Linked DNA regions of Pan troglodytes: region 1 is linked to region 2. A link is a contact called in public HiChIP or PLAC-seq data. All regions are on one chromosome and are shown on one strand. Each heading gives the region's core, a stretch centred on a gene start, on an enhancer-like site or on the middle of the called end of the contact. The rest is flanking DNA. Distances are from core to core; before and after follow the strand shown.

The links. HiChIP or PLAC-seq counts read pairs in DNA pulled down with a chosen protein or histone mark.
Region 1: a contact with region 2 is called in an H3K4me3 HiChIP or PLAC-seq map of stem cell-derived excitatory neurons, with 4 times the contacts expected there. The contact joins two enhancer-like sites.

Annotation. Positions count from the first base shown.
Region 1 is chr1:186,548,613-186,551,312 of NHGRI_mPanTro3-v2.0_pri, forward strand. The region is part of intron 2 of RNF220 (ring finger protein 220); the gene reads right to left. Among named protein-coding and RNA genes, the nearest start is that of RNF220, 13 kb to the right of the region's middle. Within about 2 kb of position 1,394, at least 13 of the 24 cell types and tissues checked have an H3K27ac peak or open chromatin away from gene starts, as enhancers often do. A contact at or near this core is called in stem cell-derived excitatory neurons, where this site is marked.
Region 2 is chr1:186,363,483-186,366,182 of NHGRI_mPanTro3-v2.0_pri, forward strand. The region is part of intron 2 of RNF220 (ring finger protein 220); the gene reads right to left. Among named protein-coding and RNA genes, the nearest start is that of ARMH1, 71 kb to the left of the region's middle. Within about 2 kb of position 1,314, at least 1 of the 24 cell types and tissues checked has an H3K27ac peak or open chromatin away from gene starts, as enhancers often do. A contact at or near this core is called in stem cell-derived excitatory neurons, where this site is marked.

The sequences.
Region 1 (2,700 bases), core at 144-2,643, 190 kb after region 2:
GCTTTGATATTTATTAACCACATGGATGTGGATGTGGTTAATAAGAGTTAAAAATAAGAAAAACTATTATAAAAATATAACTCCATTAAATATGTTGTCACTCCAAATCTGAATTATTTACAAAGAATACATTTCAATGTGTGCCAATATTTATTAACCAGATGGATGTAGTTAATAAGGGTTAAAAATAAGAAAACCAATATAAAAATATAATTCTATTTTTCAGTTTCCTCTTCCCTGCCTAATGAGGAAAGGGGGTGGGGAGGGACAGCAACTTTTGTTATTTGGATACAATGTGTGTGTGTGTTTTTTTTGTTTTCAAACAAAAAAGGGCCACCAAATAATCAACCTGGGGCCGCTGACCGGAAGGCAGCCCCGGAAAACTTCCCGTGGGAAGAGTTCCAGAAATTGCCCAGACTTTAACGAGCCCCGCTGTGCTGGCTGCGAGCCTCAGAGGCCACCGCGACTCGCCTTGCCCGAATGCCAGCAATCCCGCCGAAGGACGGAGCCCTGGACTTGGGAAACATTCCCCGGAACATTTTTACAGATTTGAAAAGCAGGAAGGGAAAAACATTTCAAGCCGAAAGGAGAAGCCTCAGAGTCCTGGGGGCACCAAGGGGCCAGCAAGGTCCCCAGGCGCTGTACACACGTCCAACCTCCCTCCTCCACGCGCCCTGCTCCCCCAACCTCCTCCCATCCCTCCTTCTCCAGGCAGAACCCTCCCCGCGCAGTGGCCATCCCCACGCCCGCGCTGTGTCCCCCTCACGCCCCGTGCACCCACTAGCGCCTCCCGCGCGCTCCCATGCACCCCGACGTCGCGTGGGCGCCCCCCCTTATCCCTCACCCCGGTTCCCACTCTCTTCTGCTCAGACGGCGTAGAGGAAACCGATCGGGGACTGGGTTCTTAGTGCGACTTGGGGGGCGCAGGGACGTGGAGGGCGAGGCGGGGCAGGGCGGGGGGCGCGACGGGCCCTCGTGTGTGCGGCCGCGGGCTGGGCGCTCCCGGCCCTCGAGGCGGCGCGCGGAGTCCTCCTGCGGCCTCCAAGTGCTGCAGAGCGACGGCGAGATCACCAACATTTCTGAAACCACTTGCAAGCCGCCTCGGTGGCGGAGGCTGGGAGTCCCTTGCAAGTAAGCGAACGGGGCCCACCCCGTGGCCTGGCCTCCCCGGGGCCAGTTCTCGCGCCTCTCCGCGCCCCCTCCCCCAGACGATCAATTACCAGCCACCCTTCTGCCGGCAGCGGCGAGGGGCTGGCGGGCGGCCGCGAGAAAACGGCAGCCCGGATCACTTCTGCATGACAATTGATGGGAGGGAGGGCGCGGGGCGAGGAGGGAGGACGGCTGCGGTGTCCGTTTTCTCACCATGGTGATTAGGCATTCCGGCCGTAAGAGGAGGCAGCCGCCGCACAGAGCGGCGCGGCGTGGAGCGAGGGCAGGGGAAGAGCGGGAGCACAACTACAGCGAGCCCAGCCGCCGGGCGAGCGGCGCGCCGAGCCAAGCCAAGCCAGGCCAGATGGCTCTGCAGCCATCAGGGACTGCTCCCGTCCAGCCTGGCCCCACTTTAGCTGTGCAAACATTTCTTTATCCCAACAAGACAATTAAACCCAGCAGCATGAAAAAGAGTCTCCATGGCTGTGTTGGGAGTGAATAACCAGAAACAACCACACACATCACAGGAGTTCTTGCCCCCGGGGAGTAGGGGAGAACCCGGGAGCAGCTGAGGGAGAGTCAGGCTAGGTCTGGGCAGTCAGGACAGAGGGAAGCATCTGACCCAGGTCTTCTGGCGATTTGCTGACCCTTTCCCAGTGGTCATCTGTCCCAGCTGCAACCCAGAGGTGCAGCCTGGCCACCTGGCATGCCCCAAACATTCTCCCTAGCAAGAACAACTCTCCTAAAAGCCCAGTGTAGAGTCCCTGCCCACCCCAGTCCCAGAGCCCTTGGAAAGTATCCCCCGTCACCCCAGCCCTCCCCATTCCAGGCTGCCTTTGGCCTAGGTGGGCTCAGCTGATTTGATTGTTAGAACACAGGGTCTTCAATGATACATGCCTTTATATAAAGACACAGAGTACAAAATACCATCTCCTACTCAGGGCTTTTGGGACCCAAGAATGGCTGTTCAAGTACATCAAAGATGAGAGCAAAGCAGAACATCCAGGAGCTGCTGTGAGCCATCAGGTTTCCTGCCTACCTGTGACTCTGCCCGACCACAGTGAAGGTCAAGGAAAGAGGGCAAAGCCAAGCCACTTATGGTCAGTCCCAGGGTCCATCCCTGGGGTAAGCCAGAAGACAGGGCCAGTCGCCGCTCCACGCGGGCAGTTCTGGGCCCTCTCAGTCCTGTGGTGAGCATGTATACTTCGCCAACTCCAATCTGGGCTGAGTGGATAGGCTGGCAGGCTGGCCAAAGACTGTCTCACACAGGCAGGAATCTGGGCACAGGGGCAGCCTGAAGAGGACCATCAGGAAATGCACATGACAGGAGCCAGAGTGCTAAGGGGGTAATAAATGTACAGATTCTAACACAAGACAGCAGACAATACTTATCTTCCCTTTTGTTGTGAAGTTTCCTTAATGAGGAAATGTTTATTTTAAAGGCCCTGGGAAACATGGCTGTAGACATTTCATATGTAAAGCACACGTGAACTATTTGTAATTGGTCCATAAATTTTAGCATTATTTCCCTGGACAATGAGTCTTGGGGAC
Region 2 (2,700 bases), core at 64-2,563:
AGTGTCTGGACACACACATGCTTGTGCTGGCACTGGCACACACAGGTGCTCACACAGTGTGGGTATTTTTTTGCATTTAGACAAACACCTGAGCACCTATCACTATACCTGCCTATTCTCCCTAGCCTGCCCACACACTTCACTCTCTCTCATGCCTTCCTTGCCATGCAGCCAAAATGCTAAGACTGTACTGTTTAAAGGAAAGTAACTTCAAGTGTGCTTTACCCCCTGCTGGTTCTGACGATGGGCTTATAAAAATGAAGTGGGAACCTCCGCAGCTGTGGGCAATAAATCCTGAGCTGCCAAGGAGGGCAGTGTTACCTGCTTTCTAGGCTGATGGGTGGACCGTGGGGCACTGATTACAAGTGCCTGCAGGGCTGGATGGGCAATGGGCCAGCTGCCTGGCCTCAGGCGCTGCCTGCTAGCACATCCCAGGCCAGCTGCCTCCCTCACACCTGAGGGGTTAAGAGACCCAGAACCCTAGGGAGGGAACAAGGACTACGAGAGCAGCAGAGGGAGGTAGAGGAAGAAAAGGGCTGGGTGGGGAGAGTGAGCAGCCAGCCACGTGCTGCTAAGGCTGAGGGGAGCCCTTGCATCTGGAGATCAATTAGCATCAATTACTGACTTCATTTAATTGTCGTCCAAGATGAATTTGTCATTTTTAGCTGGGAATTAATGGGAGACCTTCACCTCTCCCTGGCAGCAGCGGCGGAGCCAACAACGGTCACCTCAGCCTCCCAGGAGCTCTGAATCCTGCTTGGGTCTGGGGCCAGACTTGGGCAGGCAAATAGTGGGGCTTCTGCTCCCTGGGTGAGCTCTGGCCTGCCCCAGGCCCCGCTGGCCTGGCCCACTGTAGCCCGGGGCCAAGGTGGGGGCAGTGGGTCCTGGGTAGCAGTTCTTTGCAGCCTCTGGCTTCAGCCAGAAATTAATTTGCTGGGCTGAGCATGTTTACCTTTTCCCAGCAAAGGCGAGACAGTAAACAGCGGACCGGCGGCTGAAATTGAATTGATAACTGCATCAACGTGCCAGATAACGCCTAAAATAATACGCCGATAAGGAAATTCGATTTGATTTGCTGCTGCGCATCAGATTGGCCCCATCTGTAGCTGCCTGTAATCATTTTCAATTGCGTTGGGAAACCTTATTTGTCCTTAAATATTTCTGTCATTTTTCATTGCTGGCGACAGATCCTTGGGCAGGTGGCAGGGGTGTGCTGCCTCTATGGGCGCAGGGTGGCGGCCGGAGGAGGAGGAGGAGGGGTGGTGTGGACTCGGAGAGGAGGCAGGGAGCAGGCAGCCGGGCGGTGACAGCTGTTCCTCCAATCAATCACACTGTCGACAGGGAGGGACGACTGGCTGGCAGAAATTGAGTTTGCCTCACAGGGGACGATTGAGCAAATTAATAGCCCATTAGCCAAGCAGTGACCTGAGAAATGAAGGTGCAGGGGTTCCTGCTCACTCAGGCCGGATGGGGTGGGGCAGGGCAGGGGAAGGGTCTGGAGAGGAGAGAACTAAGGAGGAGTGTGGGAAGAAGAGGAATGGATGGATGGATGAGATGAGCGGTATGTGTGTGTGGGGTGGAGTCGGGAGTCAGTGAAGGAGGAGAGACATCAAGTTGGGGAAGGCAGGCTAGAGATGCAGGCAGTTCTGGGAGGGATGCAGTGGACAGAGGGTAGTGGTGGAGGTAGCTCCGACTGATATCTCTCCACTACCTTCCCAGCATGACCTCTGGGACAGAGGACCATGCCAATAAACTCCTCTCCATCCGCAGTCTCTAGATACTCCCTTTACTCTCTCTGCTCACTTTCCCCGGAACCTGGAGATGCTGCCACTCAGTTGCTGTCCTCTCCACTGCAGGCTGTTTATTCTCCCAACTCCATGCTCCTCAGGCCAGGCGGTGGACTCAGTGTCTTCCAGCTCATTGCTTCTCCACCCTCTGGACTCTTTGAGGTCAAGTACCATGCTACAGCCCACCTTGTCAGTTACCTACCATTCTCTACACTCACCCAGGACTTTCACACTTGCCGCTCTCCCCGAAGCCCATCACTGTCCTGACCTCCTCAGCTCCTATTATTTTTTTTCCTGTACTTGACTTCCTCCTGGAGATCCTTGTCATCAACCTAAGTAGAACCCGTGATGGAACTCCTTCTCCCCCAAGCCCTCTCAAAGACTTGTACCCATTAAACTTGCTCCTCCCTCTTCCCTTCTCCCAACTCCCAAGCCACCACGTACTCATGGATGCTAGCCTGGGTCCCTTGTGCACCTTCAACACCATCTTGCCAACACACTCAACTTCTTACTTCCTTTGCCTTCTCCACAACCCAACTATTCTCCTTTTTGTCTCAGACACTCAGGCGGCTAAGCACAGCTGGGGAAAATCACAAAACCATGCAGATATGTGCCAATAAAAATTCACAGTTTCCAATCTCAGCACCACTAAACAATCCTTTTGCATGCTCTTGGTCAGCTCCGTCTCCTCTTTCCCACAGAGACAATTCAATAATATTTTACTATCTTGAGCCGCCTCGCCATCTCCTGTCCCCCTCTCTCTGCTAGGTGGCCTTGCTTCCTCCTTCACTCTGAAATTTAGTCCTTAGGCATGAATTTCCTCAGCTTGTGGATCTACTCTCACCTCCCTGTTCCCTCCAGTTTCAGTGGAATAGGCATCCTCCTACTTTAGCCTAATCACTTCTCCTGGGCT